Linked DNA regions of Hordeum vulgare: region 2 is linked to region 1. Evidence: chromatin contacts called from public Hi-C data. All regions are on one chromosome and are shown on one strand. The core of a region is the stretch at or near the end of the contact, and the rest is flanking DNA. Distances in the headings are between cores, read along the strand shown. Region 1 holds the start of LOC123452649 (protein SAWADEE HOMEODOMAIN HOMOLOG 2-like). Region 2 holds the start of LOC123452684 (protein unc-13 homolog).

Region 1 (3,111 bases), core at 411-2,910:
AAACTCTGAAACTAGGTGAACCGATCTATGAAGCACTTCATCCATACCAATATAAACAGACCCTAAGGAGCAGATCCAACTAATCTCGGTCATCAAACCAGGTCAATCCAATAACCTAGACTGCTCCAATGACGAGCGCTCAACATGTTTAGCGTGCAATTAATATCATAACAAATATAGCGCTAATCATATAATTAACACACAAATACTATCCTACCAAATGTCCACGTGCAACTAATATACTGCCTAATATAAACGTGCATTGCACGTACAGATCTACTAGTGATTGTTTTACCCCACCCTCGCTCCAAAATGGATAAGCAAGTACAAAACAATAATGCATAGACATTGTTTGCCCGCCTTGTGTCCATTGACTTGAAATTCTTTCAGAGGAAGCTATTAAGGAACAGATTGAGTGGTTTTCCATCAGGAGTAAACATAATATTTTCATGCCTAATGCTCTTATACTAGAAGATGAGTGTTCAGAAATATTTTTCAATCAAAATCGAGCTGCAACTGATTGTTTTCACTGGTCACATCTAGGGGGCAAACGGAAAACAATAAGCTTTGGTGTCCATTTACAAATAGGCGCAGCTTAACGCATATGCTACATATTGCATACTAACAAACCCTTTAGACTGGAATAACCTCTAACCATTTTAAATTACCACGACGACAAAGATTAGGCCTCAAATGCTATCTACAAACCATGGTTTTCAAGTCGGCGTGACTAGTTGACGAGTCGCACTGCCAGGTCTGACGATTCGATTTGCCAGGCTCAACTCATCACGAGTCGCTACCCCAGAACGACTCATCGACTCAAAAACCATGGTACAAACTGAATAATACAATGCGATGCTCCAATAATTCTACCCCCTACAGTTGCTTGGACTGATCATCCAACTGGCATTTGGTCCAACCGTTTGGGAATCAGCCCCAACAAACAAAACCCTAGCGATTTCCCCCCATCAGATACCATTATTACACACTAGCACAGAACAATGTGGCACGGAAGTGCACGTCGTATTGCAACCAGAGCAGGAAAATCACAATATGTACAACAATCAAAATTCGCATGCAAGGGGAAAAAAATGGTCAGTACCCACAACAGCAGCAAATACGGAAAAAGTATTTCATTAAAATAAGGGCATTAGAGCAACAAAAATCCAATAAAATCTCCCCCGTCCAAGAGGAGACCTTCCCCTTCATCAAGAGCACCCCCGGGCCGGACGAAACCTAATAAAACGAGGGCAAAGGACAGAATCCGCAGCAAAAACCACCGCGAACTCTGAAACGCAATGGGGCGGCATCGAAGCGACTGGATCGCGTCCGACTGCGAGCGTCCTCTTCCCATCGAATCGGAGGGGAAGATCCTAGCGCCTCCGACGCCGCAGATAGGACGAACACCGGGGAGGGGTGGCGCCGATGAAGCACCGAGGAGCAGCGCCCGGGTGCATCGGGGCAGCGAGGATGGGGGGGGAAGGAGAGGGGAGGTAGCGAATGGCGCTGTACCTCGGAGGGCGAGAAGCGGGTGCTGGATCGTCGCTCCATCGCTGGCCGGCGGCGAGGTCGAGGGGGGAGGGGGAGGCGGCTGCCAGTCCAACCACCAGTGGCACAGGCAATTATGAGGGGTGCTGTCTCCGGATGCGCCGAGCGTGGAAAAAAAAGAGAGGAAGGAATAAACCCAAGTGAGAGAGAGGAGGGGAAGCAGGAATCCCGGAAAGTGGGGTGCACCCCACCGGAAACAGCGTGGACCCCAATGGACAGTAGGGGTGGAAAGTTTGGGGTCGGCTAAGAGCAAGTACAGTAAGGTACAGTCAGCAGGCTGTAAAGATTAAAATAATACTCCCTCTGTTCCTAAATATAAGTCTTTTAAGATATTTCATTATGAGTCTACATACGGAACAAAATGAATGAATCTATACTCTAAAGTATGTCTATATACATCCGTATGTAGTTCACTAATGAAAACTCTTTAAAGACTTATATTTAGGAACGTAGGAAGTATATTTTTGCTGAGTTGGATGAGAGAGAAGAGGAGAGAGAAGGGAAGCGGGCTTTTCGTGAAGAGTCAGCTCTAGCACGTGCTCCTAGGTGCTTTGTGAGAATGAAAGGTGGACCATATATGATAAAAGTAGTACTATTTTATAGCTAACTATTGTACAAGCTAACTATAAGACGGGCTATAAGACTGCTTATAGCCAGCAGTTGGCTATGCTATTAACCATGCTCTAAGAGCAAGTATAATAGGATGACGTTGGCAGGCTGCAAGACTTAAAATACTATATTTATGATGAGTTGGAGGAGAGAGAAGGGAAGTGGGTTACAAACTAATGGTGGGCTTTGTATCAATAAAGTAGTACTTATTTACATCTACCTATTGTACTTGCGGGCTATAAGCTTGGCTAACTAATGGTGGGCTTTGTATCAATAAAGTAGTACTTATTTACATCTACCTATTGTACTTGCGGGCTATAAGCTTGGCTATAGATGACGTGTCAACATCATATAGCCAGCAGCTGGCTGTACTATTAACCATGCTCTAAGAGCAACTCTAGTAGATCCTGCATCCCGTCGGCCCGTAAAACGCGTTTGCAGTTCGCGCAAAACAACTTTTTTACGGATCAACTTTGCGGGGTCTGCTCTTTGCGCCGCTGCATCCCGCATATCATCAGCCCCCAAATATCAAATACAACATAATTCAACAATCGAAAACAAACTGAATTATTCGAAACAAACATAATACGATAATCGTCCGCATTACAAATAATTATTCAAATAATCGTAGCAAACTTAAATAGTGCAATACAAAACTTGCCATTAATACAAATACAAATGAATACAAAAATAAGTCACTGTCCAGCCCTTTGCCAATGGTGCTCAATGAGATCTTCCTGAAGTTGAAAGTGGGTGGCTGCATTTTCAATCCCCTTGTATGTCTGAAGAAAAGCTCTAATGCGGATTGGGTCTCTATCTGGTTTGACACGGCTACCCACATTGTCGTAAAAGAATTCTAAGTTCAATCATTTCTCATCTTCAAGAATCATATTGTGCAGGATAACACAACATGTCATGATGTTCTTCAAGGTTTTCTTATCCCAAAAATGAGGA
Region 2 (3,001 bases), core at 407-2,906, 150 kb before region 1:
AGATAAGAATCATGACATTTACCATGGTTCCTGCCTTCCTTGTTCCCCCACTAGTTATATAATAAAAATAAACCTATTACTCCATGTTTATCAGTTTGATGGTATGTCATGTGTACCCGTGTAAGGCTGGTTGTAATGGGGAGTATCATATAGTAGTATCATGTACTCCCTCCGTCCCAAAATAACTGTCTCAAGCTTAGTACAACTTTGTACTAGAGCTAGTACAAAGTTAAGACACTTATTTTGAGGTGGAGGGAGTATATGATACTAGTGTTAGGGATGTAGGCGGGCATCCCGCATAACATAATATTAGTTCAAATTAAGGTAAATTCGACCAAAAAATTATAACTAACCTAAGATATTTTGACTTGGAAGCGGGACGGATCGGGTGCCGCTCTACATCCCTACCTTAATTTGAACTAATATTATGTTATGCGGGATTATGCGGGATGCCCGCCTACATCCCTAACACTAGTATCATATACATGATACTAATACTCGTATATGATACTCCCCATTACAACCAGCCTTACACGAGTATATAAATATAATTAATGGGACGATCAGCGGGGGGAAAGTGAATTATTCCATTGCAGCCGACACAACTGACAATTATGAGATTCAATCAAGCTAAAAAAAAGGAAAGAAAACTATTTTCACACCCCTCGCGAGAAAAGGCCCGCATACTCGCCAGTTGCATTTCAGCTCGACTTGAGATACGGAAACCAAAAATAGAAAGTGAGAAAATAAGCGTATTTTCAGCCGAATTTGAAATTTCTTCGAGCCCTCCAACTAACTGCGAAGAACACTGACCAAACCAGAACCAAAACGAAGATCACGCTTCTATGCTTTTGGCGCGGCAGGCTGAACCCACCCCAGATCTACCACAATCTGCCGACACGGAATTCAAGCCAGCACGAAAATGGCGATCAAATGAGCAAACTTTAAGCGGCATTTCAGCTCGAATCCCGCAGATTTAACGCGCTAACAACCGCAACAAACTCAGAGATCCTACCTGACCCGCGGCGATGCGGAGGAGGCCCCTCCGGATCCTGGCGTCGGCGGGCTCCGACACGCGCATCTGCGACCGCATCAGCTCCCCGACCGTCGCCGGCCGCCGCGGGGCCGCCTTGGCCCCGGCGCCGCCGCTCCCCGGGCTGCCTCCCTTGGACGAGGCCGAGGACTTGAGCCCGAGCGCCTTCTTCATCTTGCTGGCGGCGGCCGAGGTGAGCGAGCGCTGGAGCGACGAGGAGGAGCTGTTGGCGGAGGACGCCGAGGAGGCCGAGGCCGGGGAGGCCGGGCCCGCTTGGGGGATGTAGGTGAGGGGCTTGCCGCCGGTGGTGCGGGACGCGGCGACGAGGACCTCGTAGGCGGTCTCGCGGAGCTCGGCCGCGGAGAGCTGCACGCCGAGGTCGGGGAACGGCGACGGGAGCGCGGAGGCGGCGGGCGACGCGGCGGCCGGGGGCGCGAAGCCATTGGAGGAGGAGGAGGCGGAGTCGCGGCGGGGGTCGCGGAACAGGCGGGCCATCGCGTCGGGAGCGGCGGCGGTGGCGGAGGTCGGCAGGGCAGCTTGCCTCTCTCTCTCTCTCTCTCTCTCTTGCTGGTGGGGAGAGAGAAAGGGAGGGAGGGAGGGAGGTGCGTGTATCGGTGTATGCGCGTGCCGCTTTTGCTCTCCAGTCCAGGGATGGGATGATGAGGAGAGAGAAAGTGAAGAGAGGCCCAAGGTGAATTGCAAGATGTACCCCGTTTTACCTCGGTTATTATACAAGTTGTTTTACAAAGTTCTTTTAATAATTTTTCAATTTATTCTTCTTCAATCATGACGTACAACGAACACCATAAATAATAAAAATTTACATTCTTGTCCACAGACCATCTACCGACGACTACAAAGACAGAAGTGGGTCAATGGTGTGTCGCCATCATTGCCCTCCCTCGATGAAGCCGGACAAAACTTGGTGTACTCTCTTTGTAAGGAAATATAAGAGCGTTTAGATCACGTTATCTAAGTGATTTTATATTTCCTTATGAAGGAAGTGGTAAATAGTTGGGAAGTCGTTGTTCTAAGGCCCAATGAATCGCCGCATCAGAACAACAAACCACCGCCGATGAAGAATAGCATCGATCATGAGGATCCGATCTGAAGACATGCAGACGTAGACGAACAACGATCGGATCCGAACACATCCATCAAAGATAGTTCAACCAAAGACACATCTCCACACGCTCATCAATGATAGTAAACGCACCGTCGAAACGGGGGTTAGACAAAAAGAACCTTATTTTATTTTCATCAAGTCGTCGCGCATCTCGACTTCCTGAGTTGGATACTACCCTAACAAAAACTCCAAAAAAAGTAAAAATGAGTCCTCCCACTGGCAAGGATCGGGATCCACTGCACCCCCATGGCCCTGAGAGCAACTCCAGCCGGTCGACCCAAACGGACGGTGGTTTTGTCCGCTTTTTGTCCATTTGGGACGGCGGCCCGCTCCGCGCCCGCCCGCTTTTTTTTGGGTCGGTCGCGCGCCCAACGATGATGACCCGTTTTTTGTCTGCGCATTCGATAAAATTGGCCAGCATGCCAACGCCAAGAGTTCATGTCGGCACCATGTCAGCGACCGACATACATTGCCAGCCTACATTAAACCACCACGCAGTTCATGTTGGCACACTTGCCAGCGGCCGACACACATGCCAGCACACCAAATTCGACCACGCCATGTCGGCCCGTGGTCATGCCAGCACACTTGCCGGCATACAAAAAAGGTTTCGTGATCTCCGTCGCAGATCACAGCTGTTCGAACTTGAGCATTTCGGCCTATATCTTCTCGAACCATAGCCTCTTTCTCGGTGACACGGTGTTCAGATCAACCTTCATGATCTCTGTGCCCGTCTTCATGCTTGCGAGGGACACTTCTTTCGCATTGGTCCTGGCATTGGTGGCCTCGATCTTGAGCATCTTGGCTTGCTTCGCCTTCTCCAACTCAAGCATCTTGGCTTG

Evidence for each region. A called contact is a pair of places that touch in the nucleus more often than the background predicts.
Region 2: a Hi-C map of seedling shows a contact between it and region 1, with 2.9 times the contacts expected there. The contact joins the promoter of LOC123452684 here to the promoter of LOC123452649 in region 1. A contact is called at or near these places in 4 of 6 Hi-C or Micro-C datasets (leaf and seedling) and 1 of 1 datasets of contacts at active chromatin or transcription factors (embryo).

Annotation. Positions count from the first base shown.
Region 1 is chr5H:397,591,634-397,594,744 of MorexV3_pseudomolecules_assembly, reverse strand. It overlaps LOC123452649 (protein SAWADEE HOMEODOMAIN HOMOLOG 2-like), which reads right to left and starts at 1,660. Exons shown (of 9, transcript XM_045129350.1): 1 at 1,513-1,660. The coding sequence starts at 1,551.
Region 2 is chr5H:397,738,344-397,741,344 of MorexV3_pseudomolecules_assembly, reverse strand. It overlaps LOC123452684 (protein unc-13 homolog), which reads right to left and starts at 1,656. Exons shown (of 5, transcript XM_045129389.1): 1 at 1,016-1,656. The coding sequence starts at 1,528.